Linked DNA regions of Mus musculus: all the other regions are linked to region 2. Evidence: chromatin contacts called from public Hi-C and promoter capture Hi-C data. All regions are on one chromosome and are shown on one strand. The core of a region is the stretch at or near the end of the contact, and the rest is flanking DNA. Distances in the headings are between cores, read along the strand shown. Region 1 holds the start of Dnm3 (dynamin 3). Region 2 holds the start of Dnm3os (dynamin 3, opposite strand). Region 3 overlaps Gm31925 (a long non-coding RNA gene).

Region 1 (2,700 bases), core at 167-2,666, 260 kb before region 2:
CTTTATTTAACCATAATCATTTCTTTATATCAAATACATTGACCTTGGAAGGATCTAGAATCACCATGGAAACAAACCTCTGGGCGTGTCTTTAGCTAGGTTAGTTAAGGTGGGACTACTCCACGTGTTGGGATTTCTGAGATTTCTGACTGCCTAGGAAGGACAAAGGTAGCTGATGATCAGCATCCGTTTAACTCTGCCTTCTGACTATAGATGCAATATGACCAGCCTCCACCCTCTTCTGCCACAGACGTCCCTGCCACCAGCTCCTCAGGGTCAGTGCGTAGAGGTTGCTGCAATAGTGGTCCAAAGTTTCCATCCCAAACCGGCAGCAAAGCATGGCTCTGTACTCCATGTGGTACTGGTTTTGCAGGCATGAAAAGTGAAAGACTGACTCAGCTATCATATAGCATATCCAGAGAGCCACCGAGCCTAGGAAACGTGGGGCAGGCTCAGACTTGGTTCACTGTTGTCCTAGAAGGGCAATAGTGCAATGGTGATGCCTAAGTGACAGTGAAGACCCCAGGGTGCTAGAGATGCAACACATTTTCCTATGTAGTCTCTAGTCTTTAGGTTACTTAAAGCCATTGGGCAATCATCAGATGGAAGATGTGCAGGACAAGTAAATATTGCGCACTAAATCCTGAGAGGTATCAGTATTCAAAATGCACAGGAAACAGGACCACGATAAGGAGGTGAAGAACCATGGCCATTTATCTTCGTGTCTCCATCTCCGGGCACAGACTCTTCTCAGTGTGCTAAATTTAACGGATCGAGTGCAGACTGCGTGGTTACAATGGACTCAACAGCCAATCTCTTTGTCCTGACCAGGAGCTAAAAGGACAGTTAGCTCAGGCAAGGAATTCTAAAAGCCAGAATGAGTATGGTAGGAGTAGGGAACAGAAAGGTTCAAGGAACTACACTTTAGCTTACAGAAGGTAGAGTAGGACAGGCTGGTAATGATGAGTACTTCAATAAGGTCAGGTAACCCAGTTTTCTAATGGGGATTGACTCTAAAAGGCCAGTTTATCTCTGCATCCCACAGCAATCTGGGGTTTTGGAGTAGGGGGTGAAATGTGAGATTTCCTTTTGGGAAATGTATTCTGGTGCGTACAGTGGTGGTGGTGCATGGTGAAGCTGATGTCAACGTGCTGTTAGCTGATGGTAGATGGTAGTGCTTTCCTCTAGGCTTCGTCTGTGTGGTTTAGCTCCTTCAAAAGGAACAACAATTCCTGTTGGGTGTGATTTTAGGCTTTTCCTTGACCAAGTGCAGTACTCTGCCCTTTAGCCTGGGCAGTGGCATCTGACTGAAGCTGGGAGGCAGTCCAACCGTAGGCCAGTAGGATTGGAAACTCTAGGGAGAAGCAGGGCGAGAGGCGTGGTGTGGGCGTGACCGTCTCAGGACCAGGCCACGCCTCCTTCGCCTCTCTGGGCTGCGCAAGCGCGTCGTGGGCTGTGAGCTGTCAGGATCCTAGCAGTGGGAGGCAGGGATCGGACATCGGTGCAGGGACTCCGCCGTGTGAGCCCCGCACAGCGACAACCGGGACAAGTGCTTCGAGGCCTGGGCTGCCTGCCAGGTCACACAGTCGAACAGGGACCTGTGGGGCAGTTGGCCGCACAGGCAAGATGGGGAACCGGGAGATGGAAGAGCTGATCCCTCTGGTGAACCGTCTGCAGGACGCTTTCTCGGCTCTGGGACAGAGCTGTCTGCTAGAGCTGCCACAGATCGCCGTGGTGGGCGGCCAGAGCGCCGGCAAGAGCTCAGTGCTCGAGAATTTCGTGGGCAGGTGAGCGCACCGGGAGCGCGGTGGGGGCGCGTCCGTGGGGGTGGGGGGAGCCCCGTGCTTCAGGCCGTTGGAACATGGAACGGTGTGGGGAGCCCCGAGGGTGGACTAGAGGCTGCAGCGGATTGGAGGCAGAGCACTAGTGTTTCTAGAGCGGGCGGGGTCCTCCTTGCTCTGAGCATCCTTCGCCCCAGCATTCTCTACCCGGTGGTGACCCCCTGTCTGCCTTTCATCCTGCCATACAAAGCCATTTCCTCCCCACCCTCGGTGGGGGAGTCGGGGTACGCCCTGGGATCCACTTCCCTCGCTGGCTTGGTGCGCGCCAGCCCCTGGCAGCCTGGAAGCGCAGCCTGGTGCTTTCCAGTCGCCAGTTCTCTTTCTCAACACCCCTCTCCTTTCCCTGTCACTCTCCTGGAAGCTCTCAGCCGGGATGTACCCCTCCTTCTTCGTCCACACCCCCCTCTCCCCCACCCCACCCCCCCGCCGCCCCGGCCCCCCATCCCCTGTCCCTGACTCTCATCTCAGCTGTTTACTGTTTGAAACAGTCATCGCCTGCCCGAGCAGGGGAGGCGGGGTGTGTGAACCCCGAAATCCCTGTGGTGAAGGCTTACACTGTTTGAAACAGTCATCGCCTGCCCGAGCAGGGGAGGCGGGGTGTGTGAACCCCGAAATCCCTGTGGTGAAGGCTTACACTGTTTGAAACAGTCATCGCCTGCCCCGAGCAGGGGAGGCGGGGTGTGTGAACCCCGAAATCCCTGTGGTGAAGGCTTACGGGGAGATGCTTGCCTACCATTCGCCTTGGGAGCTGAAGAATAAACGGTGGTGTGTTTATGAGTGTGCACCCATTCACTGCTCAGGCATGACTGAAAACCCGAGACCTCCAGGGATGACCGTGGACTTGCGATGTTCAGGTGCC
Region 2 (2,700 bases), core at 90-2,589:
TGACCAAAGAAAACTTTTGCCTTCGTTTACAAATTCCTGTTTTATCAGCATCTTTTTAGACAACGTGCCTTATCATTTCAAAGGCCCAGGACAAGTGAGAGCCTTGTTAAAAAAAAAAAAAAAAAAAAAAAAAAAGATGGGCCAGCAGGCTCAGCTGACCAGCAAGTATCAGCCATTCTTGGATTTTAGAAGAACAATTTCAATGTTATCTAGTGAGCCCACTAAAGACAGAGCGCTATTCCCCTGGCCTGCTAAGTTGCTGAGTCAGTAAGATGTGGGTTTGGCACTTGGGCCCTCATCTCTGGCTAAGTGCGTTTGCATTGTCTGATAGTAAAATAACAAAACAAAAAAGCAAAAAACAAAAGACTAGACTGCTTCTTATCGTTAGGTACTATTATTTCTGGTGTTTCTATTATATAGATAAACAGAAAAGCTCCCTGTTCATACAAGAGTTTTGAAAATTGCATTTTTTTCCTTTAGGGCAAAATGCATTCATTCCTGGAGTGTTAGAGGTTGCATACATAGCTCATCCATGCTCGAGTTTAAGTCTCTGAATTATCAGTTTCAACCATTCAAAACTAAGTCTCGTTCAGTTTTTGCTACTTGTCTGGAGTGAGGTTTTTTTCCCCACCTTTTATTTTGAAGCGGAAGACCCTTACATTTAAGAAAGCATTTGAACGATCAACATTTAGACTTATAAAAAACACACAGAAAATCACAATTTACCATACGACCTTGCTCTTTTGAAAGTTAAGTTCACGGTTATCTGTCCCTTAGCTCAGTGTCTCCAGCGTCTTCACACAGGTGATGGGATCTCTATCTAGTTCCCCAATCACAGACCAGGTACGCAATCCCAGAGGCCTTACCCGCTGGTCTTCCCTGGAGCAGTCCTCTCCCCTGGCAGAGTCCCTGAGGGCTTCTTGGTCCCTAGTTTGCAAAACCTGTGAAGAGAAACACTGGATATGAGATTCAACAAAGGAGCACCCAGCTGTCCTCTCCTTGGAAGCAGCACATTGTGTCCCCAGCCGTCCATGGCGTTGCTGGCCCTTGCCCAGTCTAACCAATGTGCAGACTACTGTACAACGGCATTGTCCTGAACAGGTAGTCTGAACACTGGGGCGACGGAGCAGGATCTCCTGAAGCTTCCATCGGTGTGTGGAAAATCCTGTCCCGGGGCTGGGGAGAGCCTGTCTTCCTGCACCAGGGGCTTGTTCAGCTTCCCCCCTGAACCCTGTCTGCTGCATCGACTGAGACACACTAAAGGGCTGTGATTTCCAGTCTTGACGTGGCACATTTGCAGCAGACTAGGGAACTGGCAATGAATTTAGGACCAGGAAAAGGGGGAGGGCTGGGCTGGAGAGTCCATATATGGGATGATGTCACCCTGGGGAGGTTTGGGTATGCGCTGTGCCGCTGGAGAGACCGCTAGAATCGCCTGCTCTCAGACATGGGTCTGTGCATAAAATGGTACCAGATGTTTTCGTGTAATGTTAAGCAGTCATTTCATCTTCAGGCCAGATTTTTTCCCTCAACTGGGCAGGAAGTGGGGCCCCAGTATGGAAAAGCTGTAAAAAAAAAAAAAAAAGGCAAGATGTACAGTTCTGCTGTGGCCAACCGAAAGTGAGTTGAGAGTAGAAGTACAAATTTGTTGCCTGATCTGGGCTGAAGAAGTAATTTAAAGATAGAAAGATGACAAAGCAGTAAGCAGAAAGTCAAACACTGTTAAGCAGGCAAACTTCGAGGCCTTTTTTTTTTTTTTTAACTTTCCTGCGATACTTTGTTTTCTTGTATTTTACTCCTTAGTGAGGTCAGATAAGTTGGGGCTCCCCCCTTTCTTTTCCTCCTCTTCCCCCTTCTCCCTCCTCCTCCTCCTCCTCCTCCTCCTCCTCCTCCTCCTCCTCCTCCTCCTCCTCCTTTTCTGCTGGACCTGTCAGCAGCTTGCAGGCTGCTCTAGACTTGAGCAGTAATTACAGCAACTTCCTGAAAGTGAAGCCCCCATGAAAAGTCTGGAGAAATGCTCTTTGTCATGGCCTCTCCATGAGTAATTAGTTCCATATGTGGCCTTCCTCGTCTCCCTCCCTCAGCTCTCTTGGCTGGCTCTCTGCATGCCGTTCTATAGCCTTACCTAAGGAAATGTTAAAAAGTTTAGACTTCAAGCACCCACACTGCTGTACCGCTCTTTTCTGAACATTTCCCTCTGGTAGAGCCACACGGTTAAGGACAGCATTGTTTTATCCTGCTGGCTACTCCCAATTCTGTTTGAATACTTTTGTTTTGTTTACATGGTGTTCTGATGATGAGGTTTATCTCTGGTTAAGTAAATCTGTTGAAACTGGCCCAGTGAAGCTTGACCACTTACAAACTCTCAGCTCGCTTGGCCTCTAGTCCTCTGTCCCAGTTGTTAACTGTTTCAAATTATGTAGGCTGTTGAATGTTGTGAACATGAGGTCCCCTAACTTGTTTTCCACTGTATTCTGATTGATATTAGATTTTTGTCTCAAATAAGAGCTTTATCAATTGGCCTTGTAGAGGTCACAATGTGGGAGATTTTCTAAATCTAACTCACAGGATGAAGGGCTATAGTATTTTTGTAAGAATTAGAGCCCGAACAACTTATTTGTACCTGCCTTCTATGACACTTTTGAGATGTACAAATCTATATTGGCTGTTTCAAAATGCTTCAAGTGAGAGCCGCCTTAA
Region 3 (2,700 bases), core at 100-2,599, 310 kb after region 2:
ATGGGCTTTTTATTACTACAGCAGATGCCTGAAATAATCAGTGTGGAAAGTTATCTCGGTGGTCCTGTAGTTTATTGGTCTCTGGTGAAGCACTATAGCATGGGGTAGAACACACACCAGAGCAAAACTACTCATCTCATTGCCAGGAAGCAAAAGTGTTGTAGAAGGGTCTGGAGTCCTTTATCCTGCCCAGGGATACATCCCTCTGTGACCTCAAGGCCTCTCATTAGACCCCATTTTTCAATGTCTCACAATCACTACCACTCTGGAGACCAGGCCTTTTAACAAACAGGCCTCTGTGAGGCATTTACAATTGAAGCTACAGTACTCTCCCCAGACACTTGCTGGTGTCAGCAGTTTTTTTCATGGGTCACCCTTTACTTATTTTCTAGAACATTCACCCTCTTCTCATCCCTGTGGGACACTAACTGGAATAATAGTATCCTAAAGCTTCTCCTGGGGCAGAAAGGACAAAGGAGACTTGATTCTACAGCCTAGGAGGGATGGGGGTGGGGGACCAGAACAAGGTCAAAGCAGGAACACGGTGCATCCGTCTTGTTGTTTATTTTTAACCAACTTGCTCTAACCTTAAAAGGAAACTTAGTCTGTAAGAAGAGCACTGTTATGCTGTGGTGGCCCTGAGCACATACCAAGACCTCTACAGAGATTTTAACTCTACTGCTGCTCTCAGGATTCCCTTGCATGTGCATGCTCAGGCTTGCAAGCAGTTCCCAGCCACTGATGAGCCATGTAGAGACTATTAAGGCAGATGCATTCCAAGTAAGGTGAAGTACTTGCCCCATAAGAGTCTGGCTTGAGAGCAGCCTGTCAGTTAGACTGGGGCTTTACCATAACTGTGTTCCTTCCAGTTCAAAGATCTTTCTCACTTCTTTCTCTTTCTCTTCTTCTGCCCCTTCTCGGTTGTTAAGCCTGCAGTCATAGTCTGCATGCTCTCTCTACCTTCTTCTGTATCCCATCCCACTGGCTTTGACTCTCATAAATCTCCCTAAACACACTAACCCTAAGATCTATTTCTCAGAGCCCTCAATTAACATATTCAATGACAATATATGGCTGTTATCAACAATTATCTACTCATTATATTTTCTATACAAGACACTACACCAGGGATGTGTGCGGAGTAGAGAAAGAATACTGAGAGATACAGATCATGGTTTCTACCACCACAAAACCTTTCACCAACTAGGTAATGTGAGTCCCATAGATACTTCAATGAACAATAGAAAGTACAGTTGTCATGTAATTACTCATTTACATGACTGCTCGTATTTCAGCAAGAGTGTTTTCCAAACCGTAAGTCAAGACACAGTACTTGACTGTGAAGTGACGGCAGTGAGTCACATGCTGCATCATTGAAAATGAAAGAGAAGATACCAGAAGAAAGCATACCACATGTAATATTACAGTATGAAATGTCTATGTGCATATGTTTAAAAATTGACACAATTATATTTTAAAGTGTGCTTGTATGTCTCCATCAAAAAGTTAGGAATTGAATTAAGAATTAGCCCATGTCCTCCTTAAAAGCATGGGTGGTAATCTTTCCAACAGCTGTCTCCCGGCAGTGTTTGAGTAGATGTAGGTCTTCAACAGTTGTTTGTGGATGATGTTCGCTGAGTAGGAAAGAGGAAAGTCACCTATCTCTTTAAGAATAGGAAAAGTGGAGGAAGAGAAAGAGGAAGACTGTGCCAGGGCTTTAACATAATCACATAATCAAAGGTCAGGATACTCCGGTCTTAAAGTGAACTAGAGGTTCCATGAATTGGTGGGTATCTCGATTACCTGTTCGTACAGAGAGAAATTAAGGAAGGAGATGTTGGCCAGAAATTAATGTCAAAATAACCAGCAAGATTCTCCAAGCATGAGTTTTCTATGATAAGCTTATCAAGTAATAATGTCAAAATCATATACTTGCACAGTGCGTGTGTGTTGGGGGTGTTATTTATTTTAAGGGTCTCGACTGGTATTTCTTTGTAAAGATTTTTTAAATTTTTATGTTTTATGTGTGTAAGTATTTTGCCTTTATATATGTAAGTGTGCCACATGTATGCAATGCCTTTGGAACTCAGAAGAGGGTACTGGATTCCTCTATAACTGCAGTTATGGAGCGTTGTGAGCTACCATATGGGTGCTGGTCATTGAACTTGGGTTCAAGGACAAGAGCAGCAAGTACTCTGAGCTCCTAAGTCATCTCTCCTGGCCCTCAATTCATATTTTTGTTATATATTTTTCATCTCAGGCATTTTGTGAGACAAGAAGAGAGAGGCAGCAGTATATTCACCTAATCAAAGGCAGTGACATTTTTTGATTCTACTTCCCTGTAATGAGCCAAGTTGGGCACTTGGTCTGAAATGAACTCACTCTATTTAGGTTTCTTCTAAAGTCAATTTTTCTTGTAAACATGTACAGAGGGCCCCCATTCTTATTGTTTAACTCTTTTAAAAACACTTTTAAATTATATTTTATTTATTTAGTTATTCTATGTAGGAGTGGCTCAAATGCCACTGTTCATGTGTGGCAGTCAGAAGACAACCTGTGGGAGTCACTTCTCTTCCAACACGTGGGGCACCAGAGACCGAGTTCATCTCACTGAGGTTGATGGCAGATGCTTAAGGACATTGAGCCATCCTGTTGACCTCTAAGTATTTATCTCTTGCAGGCAATTAAGTATGATAGATT

What was found. Promoter capture Hi-C pulls out the DNA fragments that hold promoters and counts their contacts. A called contact is a pair of places that touch in the nucleus more often than the background predicts.
Region 1: a contact with region 2 is called in a promoter capture Hi-C map of embryonic stem cells, with 2.6 times the contacts expected there. The contact joins the promoter of Dnm3 here to the promoter of Dnm3os in region 2. A contact is called at or near these places in 4 of 39 promoter capture datasets (embryonic stem cells, hippocampal neurons, liver and 1 more).
Region 3: a Hi-C map of Th1 cells shows a contact between it and region 2, with 1.8 times the contacts expected there. The contact joins the enhancer-like site here to the promoter of Dnm3os in region 2. A contact is called at or near these places in 2 of 484 Hi-C or Micro-C datasets (the HPC-7 cell line and Th1 cells) and 2 of 115 datasets of contacts at active chromatin or transcription factors (bone marrow-derived macrophages and memory CD8 T cells).

What each region holds. Positions count from the first base shown.
Region 1 is chr1:162,476,750-162,479,449 of GRCm38.p6, reverse strand. Dnm3 (dynamin 3) reads left to right here and starts at 1,416. Exons shown (of 21, transcript NM_001038619.2): 1 at 1,416-1,787. The coding sequence starts at 1,627. Gm31985 (a long non-coding RNA gene) reads right to left here. Exons shown (of 3, transcript XR_373653.3): 1 at 2,575-2,700.
Region 2 is chr1:162,216,262-162,218,961 of GRCm38.p6, reverse strand. Dnm3os (dynamin 3, opposite strand) reads right to left here and starts at 1,339. Exons shown (of 1, transcript NR_002870.2): 1 at 1-1,339. The region is part of intron 14 of Dnm3 (dynamin 3); the gene reads left to right. Mir199a-2 (microRNA 199a-2) reads right to left here and starts at 1,148; the gene lies at 1,039-1,148.
Region 3 is chr1:161,905,915-161,908,614 of GRCm38.p6, reverse strand. The region is part of intron 2 of Gm31925 (a long non-coding RNA gene); the gene reads right to left. Among named protein-coding and RNA genes, the nearest start is that of Gm31925, 11 kb to the right of the region's middle. Within about 2 kb of position 1,349, at least 46 of the 459 cell types and tissues checked have an H3K27ac peak or open chromatin away from gene starts, as enhancers often do. A contact at or near this core is called in Th1 cells and memory CD8 T cells, where this site is marked.